Regions from separate parts of the Callithrix jacchus genome. Here region 1 is linked to region 2. The links are chromatin contacts, called in public Hi-C maps. All regions are on one chromosome and are shown on one strand. Each heading gives the region's core, a stretch centred on a gene start, on an enhancer-like site or on the middle of the called end of the contact. The rest is flanking DNA. Distances are from core to core; before and after follow the strand shown.

Region 1 (5,352 bases), core at 2,628-5,127, 310 kb after region 2:
GTCCAAGCTGAAGCCAATCCCACTTCCCACCAACTTGTTCCCAAGGGACAAAAATCCAGAGAAAAGAACTGTGCATGAGCTGCCCCACCCCACCCCCGTGCCCTCTCAGTGTGAGCGGGCATAGTATATGAGCATGGCAACATTTACCAGCAGGGACTTTAGAATGCCTCCGAATCTGCTGAGCACTATGTATTTTAATGTGTATGATAACAGCTGTCATTTTGGGGATGCTAGGCACTATGCTAAATGCTTTACTTGTGGTTTTTTTGGTTTGATTTACTGAAATACCCTAGGAGGTAGGTCTCATTTTTAGAGATGAAACTTAAGCCTCAGTAGATTGACTAACTTGTCTGAGATCACGGTCAATACATCATAGACTCAGGACTTGAACTCAGTCTAGCTGGGCTATGAGCCTGTGTGCCCAGCACTATGTCACACTGCCTCCCTGGCAGAGTGACTTTCCAGGCCCAATGGGCTTCTCTTTCCTACCATAATCAGAATCCTGGTACACGAGTTTCTCTGCCAGGCACAGGGGCTCAAGCCTGTAATCCCAGCACTTTGGGACGCTGAGGTGGGCAGATGACTTTAGCCCAGGAGTTCGAGACCAGCCTGGCCAACATGATGAAACCCCCTCTCTACTAAAAATACAAAAATTAGTTGGGTGTGGTCAAGTGTGCCTATAGTCTCAGCTACTAGGGAGGATGAGGACCAAGAATTGCTTGAACCCTGGAGGGGAAGGTTGTGGTGAGCTGAGATTGTGCCACTGCACTCCAGCCTGGGCAGCAAGCAAGACTGTCTCAAAAAAAAAAAAAAAGAGTTTCTCTATTCTACCCATTCCCCTTCCAACACTCCCATGAAAGTTTAAATAAACATGAAAAGTTAAGTAAACATGCAAATAAAACTTGCCTTGTACCTCTTAACCATGTCCCTTTACGTGAAGCCCACCCGGACCAAATCATGTGCAGGAGGCAGTGATGGGTGTGGCAAGTGGCAGTCTGTTCTAGAAGGGCAACCACAAACTTCAGAGCCAAGGAGCCCTGGCTTGGAAGCCCAGGTCCACTCCTTTGTAGCTGAGTGGATGATTCCGTCTCTGAGCCTCATTCATAATCTATAAAATGGCGAAAGCAATGCTTACTTCTTAGGGTGCTTAATTCACTTATTAAACGAATACATTTAAATATATATAATATATGCTGATATATTTGAGTACATTTTACATATAATTATATATTTATATGTAAAATAATGCTGTGCCCTGAGTGCTACCATGTCAGCCAAAGTTTCCTGCTCTTTGAGATTTCCAAACATTAGCTGGAATCTCATCTTGGCCTCTGCAAGGAACAAGATCCATTTAGAGATTTGTTACAGATTTCAATTGTGTCACTTTCCTTTTTAAGGCAAAGCAGCTACAGTGGGCCATGGTTTTAAACACTATTTTCTTCTTCTCTGTTATATACGTAAGGCTCTAAGAACTGTGTCAGGTGCATTGTGGTTACTTTGAGGAAGGAGGGGGAGGAAAGAGCAGTCTTCCCTAAAGAGGAGGCTGGACCCCTCCCAGGCTTTCCCATAAAAAAGTTCTGGGAGCAGTTGATCCATTCTGAGGTTTTCAGATATAAATAGAAAATTGCCAGGTGCAGTGGCCCCTGCCTGTAATCCTAGCTATTCAGGAGGCTGAGGTGGGAGAATTGCTTGAGCCCATGAGTTTGAGCCTATAGTGAGCTATGATCATACCACTGCATCCCAGTATGGGTGACACAGCGGGAAAGAAGGAAGAAAGGAAGGAAGGGAAGGAGGGAGGGTGGGAGGGAAAAGGAAGGGAGAAAGAAAGGGAAAAAGATAGAGAAAGAGAAAAAGGGAGAGAGAGAAAAAGGGAGAGAGAGAAAGAGAAGAAAGAAGAAAAAAGAGAAGAAAGGAAAGCAAGCAAGCAAGAAAGAAAGAAAAAAGAAAATCAAACTCGAATGCCTTAAATGACCAAAACAACCTCCTCTTGGTTCACAAAATCTGAAGTTTAGAGGGCATGTGGGCCTCTGGCACAGGCTGTTGAGAGGCTCCCAGCTTTTTGGGGGCTGCATCTCTGCTTGTCTGAAAGTTTCTCACCCCTGCCTCCCAGTGGGCTTTTTCTAAACCAGCCTTTCCTTGAGGTAGCACATGGCAGCCAAAAGAGTCCAGGGCCACTCACGTCTGGGGATCAGTGTGGTTGTATGCCCACCCCTAAAAAAAATCACAGTGGCCAAGGGAATGCTAAGGGAGCTAGGATTATATTGATGGGTTTAGGCCAATTGGAACTGACCCCTGAAACTAAGAGTTGGTTTGATCCTAGACTTAAACCACATGGCTGCTTTACACAATGGGGTGGGGGTGCAGAAAGGGGGAACCTGCAATGGCAACTGCAGAGGCAACCATAATATTCACCCCAAAGACCCTTCATCCGGGTGAGAGTCGGTGTATCATGTTGAGTGTGTCAGTGTGTACGTGTGATGCGTCAGTGTGTGAGGTGTGTGCTGATGGGTATGAGAGTGTATTGTGCATGTAATGTGACTGTGAGCCTGTGAGTGAAGTGTGTGTGTATATGTATGTTGTGTGTGATTGCATATATGGTGAAGTGTGTATGTATGTTTGTATTACTTGAAAAACCATATGCTGAACTAAGTGTGGATTCCATTTGCGGCCTTCCATTCGTTAAAAAAAAAATTTTTTTTTAATTTTTTTAGAAAGAAAGAAAGAAAAAAGGAATGAAGAAGAGGAAGAAAGAGGAACAAGAAGAGGGAGAGAGAACGGGAGTGTTGCTTTATTGCCCAGGCTAGAATGCAGTCTAAAAATGGGTATTGAAAATTTCTTTTATGCCAATAATTGTGCTTAATAATGGCCAACCAATATTTCATTTAAACCTGTGAGTAGGTGTGATGTGGTACTGATAAGAGTGTATATTTTGTGTATTTAAAGTGGAGAGTTCTATAAATGTTTATTAAGTTTACTTGTTCCAGATCTGAGTTCAAGTCATGGATATCCTTATTAATTTTCTGTCTCGTTGATCTATCTAATATTGAAGTTGAGGTACAGGTGGTTTGAGGTACAGGTGGTTTTTGGTTCCATGGATAAATTCTTTAGTGGTGATTTCTGAGATTTTAGTGCACCCATCACCCCAGCAGTGACACTGCACCTAATATGTAGTCTTTTATCCCCCACTCCCTCCCAACCTTCCCCCCCACTCCCACCAGTCCCCAAAGTCCATTATATCATTCTTGTTGGGACCTTCCTTCTATCCTGACTCTGCTGCTGCCACCTTGCTGGCCCCCAAGGGGCTCCCCCATCCCCCACCCTCACCCCAGTTCATGAGCAAAATCTCTTTTCCCCTAAGCATAGATGGCAGGGTGGAAATTTTAACAACTTTCCTAACAAAAAAGGAGGAGAGAAAGGAACTCCATTCAGAGCGAATAAGAAACCTAGAAAGTCATTTTTGACAATGTATGTCCCTGAGGTAGTAATGACCTCCTATTTCCCCCACCCTGCTGTCTCCCTTAGGGTCTTCCCAGCCCCCTGCCTGGCGCTAACTGCTGGATGCCACCCTAGGACGTTTGTGCCCTCGCAGCCAAGGCCAAAAATCCCAGTTGCACATCTGTACTCACCATTCCACCTCAGGGCCCTCTGTCACCCCCACCCTGTCCTCTGGCCTCTCCTCCCATCTCCTTGGAGAGACTTGGTGACCTTTCCAACAAGGGCCCCACGGTAAGAAAGATGGCTTCCTTCTACTCTGTGGTGAGGATCGGCAGGTGTAAACACACATAGGAACATTGCCTCAAGCGCTCCAACAGCGCACTCTAGAGTCCTACAAAGGACTAGACAAAACAAGGTCATCTTCCCAAGTCCCAGCCCAGTACCTGGCCGCCCACCCCTTGCTCCGCCCAGGGCCCGCTCCAACCGGCAGATCCCGCTCCCTCCGGCAGATCCCAGTCCAGCGCAGCCCTCTACTGCCCTCTGCTGGGTTCTTGCCTACACAGCCCGGGGCTCGCCAGCCACCAAGAACACCTGGGCTTTTGGCCAAGCTTTTCATGTTCTTCTGCCGTCTGGAGACTGGAACAGGTTCACCAATATTTTCACCCACCCATCACTCCTCAGTATGCTGCAACCTGTGAAAAGTCACCTAGTCGTTCTGAGTCTCATGTCCTCCATTTTTTTTTTTTTAAAAAAAAAAAGCAAAACAGAGGTTATAACCGCTACCTCACAGGACCAGGGTGAAGATTAAAAGGACTGACTCATTCATTCATGAGTCATATGTTTATTGCACCCCTACTGTTTGCTAGACACTGGGTTGGTACTAAGGATACAAAAAGAAATTATCCCTGCCCGAATGGTGCTTACTGCTCTGTGTACACAAATATATAGTCGTGAATCATGATAAAGGAACTCAGTAAGATGCTGGGATAGACTAAGATGAGGGGAAGCTTCGGGGATGATAAGGAGGCAACTCGAGCATGAATACGAGTCACACCAAAGGGATAAGGGGTTTTGGGGCGGGTCTTCCAGGCAGAGGGGCAAGAAGACCCCAGAAAAGGTGACAGAGGTGGGGAGTAGCTATAGCTGGAGGGTGGCCAGAGAGGGCAGGGTCTTGATGAAAATGGAAAGGAGTCTGGACTTTATTCCAAGTGCTGTGGGAGCCATGGAAGGGTCGAGAAGTGGGGTTGTAAGGCAGTGGCCCACGTCTGTAATCCCAATACCTTGGGAGGCCAAGGCAGGCAGATCACCTGAGGTCAGGAGTTCGAGACCAGCCTAGCCAATGTGGTGAAACCTCGTCTCTACCCCCGCCCATACAAAAATTAGCTGGGCATGGTGGCAAGCACCCGCAGTCCCAGCTACTCAGGAGACTGAGGCCAGGGAATTGCTTGAACCCAAGACAGGGAGGTCACTGGGTAACCACTTGGGAATTCTCATCTATTCCCAAGATTGCATCACTGGGTGACACAGGGACACTCTGTCTCAAAAAAGAAAGAAAGAAAGAAAGAAAGAGAAATTAAAAACAAAAAAAGGAATAGGGTTTTGAGATCGTGCCCTCCTGCTCTCCCTGCCACGCAGCTCGCCAGTGTCCTGAAGGCTCCTTCTTCTCCACACATCTCTAAATACTGATGCTCCCCTAGGCCTGGGCCTGGACCCTCTTTTCTTCTCTCTCCAACTCTCCTTCTCCTCCACCATCTCCCTCATTCCTATGATTCTGAATAACATTTCTATTTGGGTTGGTGTATTAACCTAGACCCCTCTTTCTGGGTCCAGATCCACACATATCAAAGAACTTCCTCTGCTCTCTGCTTTTCGATTTCTCAGATCTCTCAAACTTAACATCTCAACCCTGATTTAATC
Region 2 (4,748 bases), core at 2,102-4,601:
GGCCTTTTACATCAGATATCCTGCAACCAGTGTGGATGTGACTAAAGATGCTCAGCTGCTGAGAGAGACAGAAACAGCCCATATACATTGAGTGACTGCTGTCCTGATTTGTCCTGAAGGGCTCTGATTCATTCTTCTGACATGACATGACTACTCCTTTTGCTCAAAAACAAAAAGGAAGCTGACCAGTTTGGTGTTGATACACAGTGTGGATGAATCTCGAAACATTGCCCTGAATGAAAGAAGCCAGACACAAAAAAGTACATGCTGTGTGATTCCATTTATTTGAAACTCTAGAACAGGCACAGCTAATTTGTAGTGATGGAAGACAAATGAATAGTTGTCTCAGGCAGTGGTGGGGGGTGAGTGACTGCAGTGGGGCACATGGGGCGTTTGGGGGGTTATGACAACATTGTCTCTCTTGATCGTGGTAGGTGACACTGGTGGATCACTCGTATACATTTGCAGAAACTCATGGTACTATATAGTGAAAATGGATGCATTTTATTGTATGTAAATTATACCTCGTTAAAGTTGGTTTTAAACAATTGTCTACTATTTTAGACAATGAATGATGTGGTTTCTGTACATATGCATGAAGACAGAGATTCAGGGTTGCCATTGCTACTGTGGCCGCCAGGAGCTCCCTCCTGCTCTCCTTTTCCATTGGCCCCATCCCTCTTGGCCTGTGCTCTGTGCTCACTGGACATGAGGGACACACACTCCTCCAGTGGGTTCCTGGACCTCTTGTCCATGTGGAAGTGGCATACTATGCAGCAGGCTGCCAGAGAACATGTGTCGGGGGCAGCCGCCCTCACCGCTTGGGATGAGATCACTTTCCTTGCTGTTTGATGGGGCTCACTCTTGGCTACCCTCCAAGGAGCTGTAGGTGAGGTTCTCCCCAGAGGTGCCCAGTCTGTGCACTCTGGCTGCCCTCTCACCTGAAGACCAAGGGCATCATCATCATGCCACCCACCTGTGGCCCATCTGAAGCACTTCTGCTGGGAAGCTCTGACCTAGGGAAGGTACCCATGCCTGTCCCTAAGGCTTACTCATGAGGTTAGAGTAGAAATGGGGAGGATCTGACATAAAGCAAACAAATAAGCACCCATTTCTTGGTCCCAGGGAATTGTGGGAGGAAGAAGGAGGGAGGACGGGAGATGGTGGAGAGTGGAGGGTGGTGGCTGGAGCAGTGCGAGGAGAAAAGGAGTGGGAGGGGAAGAAAAGTGAGAGTGGTCAGCTTCTGGGCTTTGGCCTAGAGCAAGTTTTGGCAAACTTTCCTATAAAGGGCTAGATACTAAATATCTTAGTCTTGTGGGATCATATGGTATCTGTCACAACTACAAACTGCCATTGCTGTAGAAAAGCAGCCAAGGACAATGGGTAAATGAATAAATGTGGTTATGTTCCAAGATAACCTTAATTATGGATGGTGAACTTGGAATTCATGTAATTTTCATGTGTCACAAAATGTTCTTTAGATTTTTTCTCAACCATAAAAAATGTAAAGACTTTTTTTTTTTTTTTTGAGACAGAATTTTGCTCTGTTGCCCAGGCTGGAGTGCAGTGGCATGATCTCAGCTCACTGCAGCCTCTGCCTCCTGGGTTCAAGTGATTCTCCTGCCTCAGCCTCCCAAGTAGCTGGGATTACAGGCGCGCACCACCACTCCCAGCTAATTTTTGTATTTTTAGTAGAGATGGGATTTTTAGGACAGGAGCCACTGCGCCTGGCCTAAAAAATGTAAAGACAATTCTTAGCTCCTTATCCTCATAGTGGGTGGTGGGCTTGATTTGGCTGTTGGGGCATAGCTTGCCAACTCCTGATTTAGAGTTGCGTACTTAGTGTGGGGGGTCCTGAGGGTGGAGGACTTATGGAAAGGTGTGGCTTTTGGAATTCTGAGTGTCAGCATAGCTAAAGAAGCGATCACATTTAGCTTTTCTAGGATGTTTTCAGTTCCTGTGGGTTTTGGATGGAACCCAGAAGTTCTCTTAGCCCCTGGATGCACTAATATATTTCATTTGTAAAACTCCCATCCGTAATACAAATGTACTGTTTAATCTTCAGTCATTTGAATTTGACTTTCAAAGAAGTTTTAAAAATCATTAGGCATGACATAAGTAAAATAATAAAAGAGGGTCATACAATGACATCAATATGTGCTTGGAATGCTTGGAACCAATGGTTGTGAATAATCAAATTCTGTGTTTTTGGGAGCTTAAAAACAAGGTATGTGTGGGGTGACTACCTGGATAAAGTGTAGGGTGGGAACCCCTCCAGGTGCCACCATCAGTAGCTAATTTGACAGTGGAACAAGGGTGCATTGCCCTTACTTCCCCTGGTACCAGGGCAGGCATGCCCTGTGGGAAGGGCTGGGATGGGGCCTCTCTCTGGCCATGCATGATACTGAACACCTGCACACCTTCAGCAGGTGTGTCCTTTAGCTCTGACTGCACTGGCGGGTATCCATGACCAACTCTGCTTTTTGCTCACTGTCTTCTCCCTCCTGAGCCCGTCTTACTCTCATTCTGCATCCTTGGATCCTCCTTCCATGATTCCCCTTTCCTCCTCCTTGTTACAACACGTTCTTCTTTATTTTGATCTTGGAGGTTTCTGCTGAAATCAGGAGTTGTTACCACAGAGTGGAACCCAGCCTTCCCACTGGTCACTTGGTGGGGCTCTCCTGGACTGGCTGTTTCTGAATTGAGTGTCGGAAAAAGGCAGTTTGGCTCAGGAATAATAACCTGTCTGGGAGCAGTGGCTCACACCTGTAATCCCAGCACTTTGAGAGGCCAAGGCAGGTAGATCACTTGAGGTCAGGAGTTCTAGACCAGCCTGGCCAACGTGGTGAAACCCCGCCTCTCCTAAAAATAGAAAAATTAGCCAGATGTGGTGGCATGCATCTATAACCCCAGCAACTTGGAAGGCTGAGGCATGAGAATTGCTTGAACCCGGGAGGCAGAGTTTGCAGTGAGCCGAGATTGCCCCCCACGGCACTCCAGTCTGGGCGACAGAGCAATCCTCTCTCAAAAAAAGAAAAACAATGGAATAGTTAAGATGGATAACAGCCCTGGTTCCTTTCACGTGCTTCCCTGCCCCAGCCCAGGCAGCCCTGACTGCTGGTCTGTGTGTTACAGTGGCCTCTTGGGAGCTGGCTGTCAGAGTCCTGCTCCTGATGTGCTGTGGCTATGGGAGGGCTGGCCTCCCTGATTTCTCCTCTGCTCCCTTCCCTTGCCCCCTCTGCCCTTCTCCATTCACTAGACATCTTCTCTGTGGAGCCCGAAGATTGTAATTATGGGTTCTCAGGCCTGTACTCCAACCCAGGGGCTGTGCCATGCTGTGTGTGCTTCATAGCTGCCCCTCCTGCACCTAGTGCAGGGCTGGGCCCAGAGTGGACCTTGATAACATTTGTTGTCTGGAATTGAATCAGCAGCTCACTAGTGGAATCTGCCCAGGCCTGGCTGGGAACTGGGAGCTGTAGCCAGTCCCTCCTGCCCTGTCCTCAGGGGCCCTCATTCACTGAGGATGCCTGCACTGCAGAACATTCTGTCGTGTTTACTAACAAGGAATCCAGGGGTGGAGTGGGATGGGGACCAGGGAGAGAGTCCTGTAACACCACAGGGCAGAGAGGAATGGAGATGGACTCAGGAACAAGGTCAGGGTTACAGAAAGGGACTTTGGCAAGAGCACTGACACAGGGCAGGGGCAGAGACAGCAGGAAGCAGAGGGCAGGGGGGCAGTGAGATGTGGGTTTCCTGTGGGGCCCTTCCTTCCTGGGCAGGAAGGAGAGAGAAGCTAGGTGCCTCCCAGGGAGAGCCATGCCTAACAGGCATGTGAGACCTCCCTTGGCATCCCTGGGGACTGATCATGGAGCACCGGAGACTCAGACTCTTGCCTCTCCTGGGTTCTTACAAGAGAGGATTTCAACTCTTAGATTTTGTTCACTGTGGGTGCCAGAGAATAAATGCTGTGGGAAGGGGCAATTTTGGGTGGAAGGAAGGGGATATCTCTGGGCCCCAGTGTTTTGTGGATTGTGTGAGGCACCTGTGAGGCCTTGGAAAAATGATGGGCTGAACTACAACAGTGTGGGCCTTGCCTGAGCTGACACTGCTGCTTGAGTCTTTAACACATTTATTCCTTTCTTCACAAAGGACATTCAAAGGAGGCCTTTCAGTATCAGGTTATATGAAGGACAAGCAAAATTAGGATAAATATGGGTCATCTCCCTGGAGCATTAATTTGATGTGAACATTGGTGGGGAATAGCACCCCCAGCTATGATTATATTAAAACAAATATACACATAGGAGTAAATGCTGAATTTGCAGATATGTATTTAAGGAAATAGGGAGCCCAGAGAGAAATTTTGAGTTTTAGAGGCATATTTAGGCAATGCTCTCAGACCCTCGGCAATTATGTTCTTTCCTCTGCCCTTAGCACTGTCACTTTGTCTACATTTTACTAATGAGAAAAACAGGGTCTGGAAGGGTGTGTCAACAACTTGCCTACGTGATGACACACAACAGGGAGGTAAGGGTGGGACCGGAACCCGCATTGCTGGGCTCTGGATTCAGTGTGTTATCTGCTACACCATAGTGAATCGAGAGTTTCCTGCTTTAGTATTTTTATTTCAGTAGTGCCATGGAAATAACCAAATCTCACCTGTGTGAATAGTGTTTGGGCACAGCCCCATGTTTCAAACCAATCATGTCTAGTGGGAGGCAACGTGGAAAGAGTTAGGGGTTGAAAGT

What was found. Hi-C and Micro-C count contacts between places; a contact is called where the count stands out from the background.
Region 1: a Hi-C map of induced pluripotent stem cells shows a contact between it and region 2, with 6 times the contacts expected there. The contact joins two enhancer-like sites. A contact is called at or near these places in 3 of 3 Hi-C or Micro-C datasets (induced pluripotent stem cells and skeletal muscle).

What each region holds. Positions count from the first base shown.
Region 1 is chr10:76,583,469-76,588,820 of calJac240_pri, forward strand. No RefSeq gene overlaps it. Among named protein-coding and RNA genes, the nearest start is that of CTR9, 15 kb to the right of the region's middle. Within about 2 kb of position 3,878, at least 3 of the 16 cell types and tissues checked have an H3K27ac peak or open chromatin away from gene starts, as enhancers often do.
Region 2 is chr10:76,271,305-76,276,052 of calJac240_pri, forward strand. All of the region lies in intron 2 of LOC118145818 (a long non-coding RNA gene), which reads left to right. Among named protein-coding and RNA genes, the nearest start is that of AMPD3, 24 kb to the right of the region's middle. Within about 2 kb of position 3,352, at least 4 of the 16 cell types and tissues checked have an H3K27ac peak or open chromatin away from gene starts, as enhancers often do.